2 separate regions of the Mus musculus genome follow, and region 1 is linked to region 2. The links are chromatin contacts, called in public promoter capture Hi-C maps. All regions are on one chromosome and are shown on one strand. Each heading gives the region's core, a stretch centred on a gene start, on an enhancer-like site or on the middle of the called end of the contact. The rest is flanking DNA. Distances are from core to core; before and after follow the strand shown. Region 1 overlaps Plcd3 (phospholipase C, delta 3). Region 2 overlaps Dcakd (dephospho-CoA kinase domain containing).

Evidence for each region. Capture Hi-C pulls out chosen DNA fragments and counts their contacts.
Region 1: a contact with region 2 is called in a promoter capture Hi-C map of adipose tissue. The contact joins two enhancer-like sites. A contact is called at or near these places in 1 of 15 datasets of contacts at CTCF or cohesin (large pre-B cells), 3 of 484 Hi-C or Micro-C datasets (brain, muscle stem cells and nephron progenitors), 3 of 115 datasets of contacts at active chromatin or transcription factors (embryonic stem cells and microglia) and 4 of 9 other capture datasets (adipose tissue, embryonic stem cells, liver and 1 more).

The regions. Positions count from the first base shown.
Region 1 is chr11:103,072,478-103,075,177 of GRCm38.p6, forward strand. Plcd3 (phospholipase C, delta 3) reads right to left here. Exons shown (of 15, transcript NM_152813.3): 9 at 2,380-2,526; 10 at 2,082-2,232; 11 at 1,251-1,367. Among named protein-coding and RNA genes, the nearest start is that of Gm42090, 26 kb to the left of the region's middle. Within about 2 kb of position 1,289, at least 14 of the 459 cell types and tissues checked have an H3K27ac peak or open chromatin away from gene starts, as enhancers often do. A contact at or near this core is called in adipose tissue, where this site is marked.
Region 2 is chr11:103,002,026-103,004,847 of GRCm38.p6, forward strand. The region is part of intron 1 of Dcakd (dephospho-CoA kinase domain containing); the gene reads right to left. Among named protein-coding and RNA genes, the nearest start is that of Mir6931, 3.5 kb to the left of the region's middle. Within about 2 kb of position 1,441, at least 134 of the 459 cell types and tissues checked have an H3K27ac peak or open chromatin away from gene starts, as enhancers often do. A contact at or near this core is called in adipose tissue, where this site is marked.

The sequences.
Region 1 (2,700 bases), core at 39-2,538, 70 kb after region 2:
CAAGCATGAGGCCCCACGTTTGAATCCCCAGAACCTATGAAAAAGCCAGGCCTAGCAGTATGTCTCTCTGAGCTCAGGGTTGTGGAGGCAGAGGTAGGTGGATTCTGGGATAGGGGCGGGGGAAGGTCACTACTCACCCAGCCTAGCTAAAAGAGCAAACCCCAGGGATAGTGAAAGACCTTGTCTGACAAACTAAGGTGACAGAGAGATGACTCTTAGCAGTTGGGGACAGAGCACGTGAATTCGGTCCCCAGAACCCATGTGGTGTCTCACAGCTGTCTGTAACTGTAGTTCCAGAGAGTCCAGAGCCCTCTCTGGCCTCCACAGGCATGTATGTGATGCAGATGCTTGCATAGCAACACAGATGCTTGCATAGCAACACTCCTACACAAAAAAGGGGAGATCTGAAAAGATACCCCACGTTGGCCTCTACTCTGCATCCACGCACACATGTGTGCACACACGCACACACAGGAACATACAAAACCAAGTAACTTTCTCTTAGGTATTTTTAAACTGTCTCATGTAACCCAGGCTGGCCTCAGACTCATTAAGTAGCCAAGGAGGAACATGAACTACTGCACCCCCTGCCTTCTACCACCCAAGTACCACACAGAAATATAACTTTTGGCCTGGCAGTGTGGCGCATGCTGTTAATCTCAGTACCCAGGAGGCAGAGGCAGGTGAAGCTAGTCTGGTCTGCACAGTGAGTTCTAGGACAGTCAGAGACTTTGTCTCAAAAAAAGAAAAAAAGAAAAAGAAAAAGAAAAACTATTTTTTTGCTGACCCTGTTGTGCTCACCTTTGACCCAGCCCTGGGAAGACAGAGGCAGAGGAGTGGAAAGCCAGCCAGGGCTGCATAGCGAGACTCTGGCTCAACAAAACAAAATGTCACTTCCTTACTGCCAGGAACGAATGAACCTACATTTCAGACAGCCTGTTAACCACCAATGCATTCCCACCTTCTAGAAAGCTGTGTGGCGGGCTGGCAAGATGGCTCAGCGGTTAAGAGCACTGACTGCTCTTTCAGAGGTCCTGAGTTCAAATCCCAGCAATCACATGGTGGCTTACAACCATCTATAATGAGATCTGATGCCCTCTTCTAGTGTGTCTGAAGATAGCTACCGTGTACTTACATATAATAAATAAAACTAGATTACTTTAAAAAAGAAAGAAAGAAAGCTGTGTGGCTGCCCACTGCTGAAATACCCATCCCCGCCCAGAGACTTCCCTGCCTGCAGCCCCGCTCACCCAGCTGACAGCCGGAGTTCCACATCTCCTGGGGGTTATAGTTGGCTGAGTTCATCCGCAGCCCCAGTGGGTACACTCGGGTCAGTTGCTGAGTGTTGTGCCTGACAAAGCTGGTCCCTGGGGCAGAGTTGGGACAGGATTATGATAGGACCCAGGCTCCTGTCCCTGGCCCAGTTCCAGGCCCTATAATCCTGCCCCCACACATACTTCACCCCAGCTTCCCTCTCTCCTGAACTATGGTGAGACTAGAAAGAGGGGGTTGCTGAGGACCAGATAGAGGCAGGGACACCTGGCAGCCACACAGCCTGACTGCGGCCTACACTGAATGCCGGTCCCTGTCACTCACTCTGCCCACACCCTTAGCCATGCCTTAGGTTCCTGGGACTCTTACAGTGGCCATGCCTCTAGGTCTTCCTATGACCTGTTCCTCCTCTCTGGAGTCCTTTCCTCTTCTGCTTCCTCCCTCCTCTGCAGTGACGTCTTCTCAGACATGGGATGAACCATGAAGCCTTCCTGGTCTCATACCCTCCAGGCTCTGCTGGCCCCTGGCACTAGCCTGGCTGCCTGGCCCGTGCCTTGACCACCATTTGGTTATGACCGTGGTGAAGGCAACTCCAAACCTCTCTCCTCTGTGGCTCTGCGCCCACACTTAGCCTGGAGCCAGGCCCCCATAAAGTCAGAGTCTTTACCTGGTCCCCCTAAGTCCTCAGCCCTCTGAAATCTTGAGAACACTCTAGGATACCCATCCTCCACCCACCACCACCATCACCACCCAAGCCCGGAAGGCTCCATGCTCTCCTGTCCCCAGATATCCAGAGTTCTGGTTCCTACCTGCCTCCCTGGTGAACTTCCTGGCCTTGCGCTCGCTGAGGGAGCCAACCGTGCAAGACTGAGGCGGGCCAGGACTGGGATCCAGGGTCCGCAGGCGGGTAGCACAGCAATACACAGCCAGCGCTGAGAGCTCTGGGGAGATCTGCTTGGCCTGGGAAACCAGCCTCAGTGGGGATCACTAAGCTCAAGAGCCCCTCCCCCACCCCACCTCCCTTTCCTTCCCACCCTTCTCTGCTGCCCCATCCCCTGGCCCGCAGCAGGACCCAGCCTGCTGACCCAGTTGTCAAGACACACTCACTCGACTCCTCTGCTCTGCAGCTTCCAAGGCCTCTTCCGCCTCCTCTTCCTCCTCCTCTTCCTCCTCCCTGTCTGACAGAATTCGACCATCCTCACTCCGAGCAGCTGGCAGCTTCTTCCCCTTCACCAAGATCCGGCCCTTGAGCTGCTGTAGAGGCCAAGGGAAGACAGGTGAAGCCCTCAGGCAGCCCTTCAGCGGGGTGGTCAGGCACCACTGGGAGAGCGGCTGGTAGGGAGGGGGCTGGAGGACTGGAGTGCTTGTTCCTAACAGGAAGAAGTGATCTCACCACTAGGCCATTGATGGAGAGGGTGTGTGAAAATG
Region 2 (2,822 bases), core at 191-2,690:
TCCAGTTCCAGGAATCTGCCACCCTCTTCTGGCTCCTGCAGGTACCAGGCACAAACCTGGCATACATGCATATATGGCACTCACACATATATTTATGTAAAAACAGTATAGCTGCTGGTGTACAGATTTGTGTATGCCAAAGTGTTCTAAGCATCTTTACTTGCTTAGCAACTGTGCCTGCCCTTAAACCTACCTGCTTTTTCAAAACAGGTATTCTCTTGTGTAACCCTGGCTGTCCGGCAATGTATTCTATATACCATGCTCACTCCAAACTCAGATTCACCTGCCTCTGCCTCCTGAGTGCTGGGATTAAAGGCGTGCGCCACCACCACCTGGTTTAAAATCAATTCCTTGATGATTACCACTAACATCCACATACCCAGAGTCACATTCTGGTGAAAAGGGGATTTGGGTGGAAAACAAGGAAGTCCTGCTCTAAAGCGAGGAACATCTGTCCCTCTTCCTGAACAGCAGTCTAGAGTGGAGAGGTAAGGGCCAGCTTCCCACACAAAAACAAAGCCACCAACAGTCACCTGTCAGAATCAGCTGAGGGTAAATGGAAGTCCATCTAGCCAAGCTGCCCTCAACCTCCCTCCACAGAGCTGCCCACACACCTCCTCGGAATGGGTGCAATCACAATCTCTGGGGATAGAGCAACTCTGGTGTATGGCAGGGCTCAGACTGGATCCTCACACTTTTTTTTTAAATTAATTTATTATTATTCATTAGTACACTGTAGCTGTCCTCAGATGCACCAGAAGAGGGAGTCAAATCTCATTATGGGTGGTTGTGAGCCATCATGTGGTTGCTGGGATCTGAACTCAAGGCCTTCAGAAGAGCAGTCAGTGCTCTTAACCGCTGAGACATCTCGCCAGCCCGATCCTCACACCTTTTTTTTTTAGTTTTTTGAGACATGGTTTCTCTGTATAGCCCTGGCTGTCCTGGAACTCACTTTGCAGACCAGGCTGGCCTCGAACTCAGAAATCCGCCTGCCTCTGCCTCCCAAGTGCTGGCTCCTCACACTTTTATTGCAACAGATAGTGAGCAGAGCCTGAAGGGACCTGCCCAGGCTAGCTCGGGTTACTATATAGCCTAGGATGACCTTGAACTCCTGATCCTCCCAAGCACTGGGATTATAAGCATGTACATCATTCCCAGTGGCTGGTTTCTTGATTATCATACAGTTTTGTTCTGCAGAAAGGGAGGGAGGGTGCTTGCTCACAACGATCAAGACACATGGGAAGTGCAGGCTCCCATGGCAACCAAATGAGCAGCTACCCTTTTGAGTGCCTTCGACTTCCATCTGCAGAAATGGCCAGTCACTTTGCCTTTAGCTGGAAGCCTGAAGGAACACATGCACGGGGAGGCTCTTGGCTGCCGGCTTGAAGGGGATGGGTAAGAACCAGCTGTTCCTGTCTAGCAAGCCCGGGTGACTCATTCCCTCTCCAGCTGTTGACTAAGCTCCTCTGTGCTTTGCAGCAATGTGCCAGGGACCTCTCAGACAACCCATGGAAACCTCCAGCTTTCCCTGTGGGAAAACTGCAGACAGACCAGAGCAAATGAAACCAGCTGGGGGGAACAGAGCCGGCTGGTGGGGAGCAGGATGGTCAGATGATGCTGGCCCTGGCCTGGCCCAAAAGCCCCTTTGTACCCCAGGCAATGAGTAGATTAGGCCCTGCCAGAAAGGAGGCTGAAGCAAAGGCCCACTGGCTTTTCAAAGCACAGCAAGGCAGAAACCAAGTACCACTCAAACCCATAGACAGCCCCCCAAGTGCACATGAAGAAACGGCCACCTTTAACAATCTAAGTTGCCAACCGAGCCATTATTTTCTAGAATCTACTTTATAGCACTTCTAGGCCTGGCCAAATCTGAGTCCTCTACAAGACTTTCAAGAAAAGATGTAGAGCCAGGCAGTGGTGGCGCAAGCCTTTAATCCCAGCACTTGGGAGGCAGAGGCAGGCGGATTTCTGAGTTCGAGGCCAGCCTGGTCTACAGAGTGAGTTCCAGGACAGCCAGGGCTACACAGAGAAACCCTGTCTCAAAAAAAAAAAAAAAAAAGAAAGAAAGAAAGAAAGAAAAGAAAGAAAGAAAAGAAAAGAAGAGAAGAGAAGAGAAAAGAAAAGAAAAGAAAAGATGTAGAACCAGCCAGGCTCAAAGCACTGGCTAACAGGGAAGGCTATGGGCTACACAGAGGTGTGGGTCTATCTCTGACCATGTAAAGCTACCAGTTTGTCCTCAAGGAGCTACGAGGTCTGGGAAAGTGTAGCAAGTCCTCTGCAAATGAGAAACTGTGGAGTCCCAGAGGCCTGGTCTTTTCTGGGCTTCAGCCTTCACAAAGGGCCCAGTACAGCATCATATCCAGAGGGAGGCTGTTTCACGGACAGTTCCTTCCACTCCTGAAAGCACCCGAAAACGCTTAGCTGGTAAATCAAGGAACACCACGACCAACAGAGAGGCCTCGGTCTCTCTTTTTAAAAATTACGTGTATTGCCCGGCGGTGGTGGCGCATGACTTTAATCCTAGCACTCAGGAGGCAGAGGCAGGCGGATTCCTGAGTTCGAGGCCAGCCTGGTCTACAAAGTGAGTTCCAGGACAGCCAGGGCTCTACAGAGAAACCTTGTCTCGAAAATCCAAAAATAAATAAATAAATTACATGTATTGGCTGGGCATGTTGGACACTCGAGAAGTAGAGGCAGGAGGATCTCTGTGAATTTGAGGCCTGCCTGGTCCACAGAACAAGTTCCAAGATAGCCAGGGTTACTTAATGAGACTCTGTCTAAAAAAATCAAAACAAAAGTTGTATGTACTATGTTTGTATGTT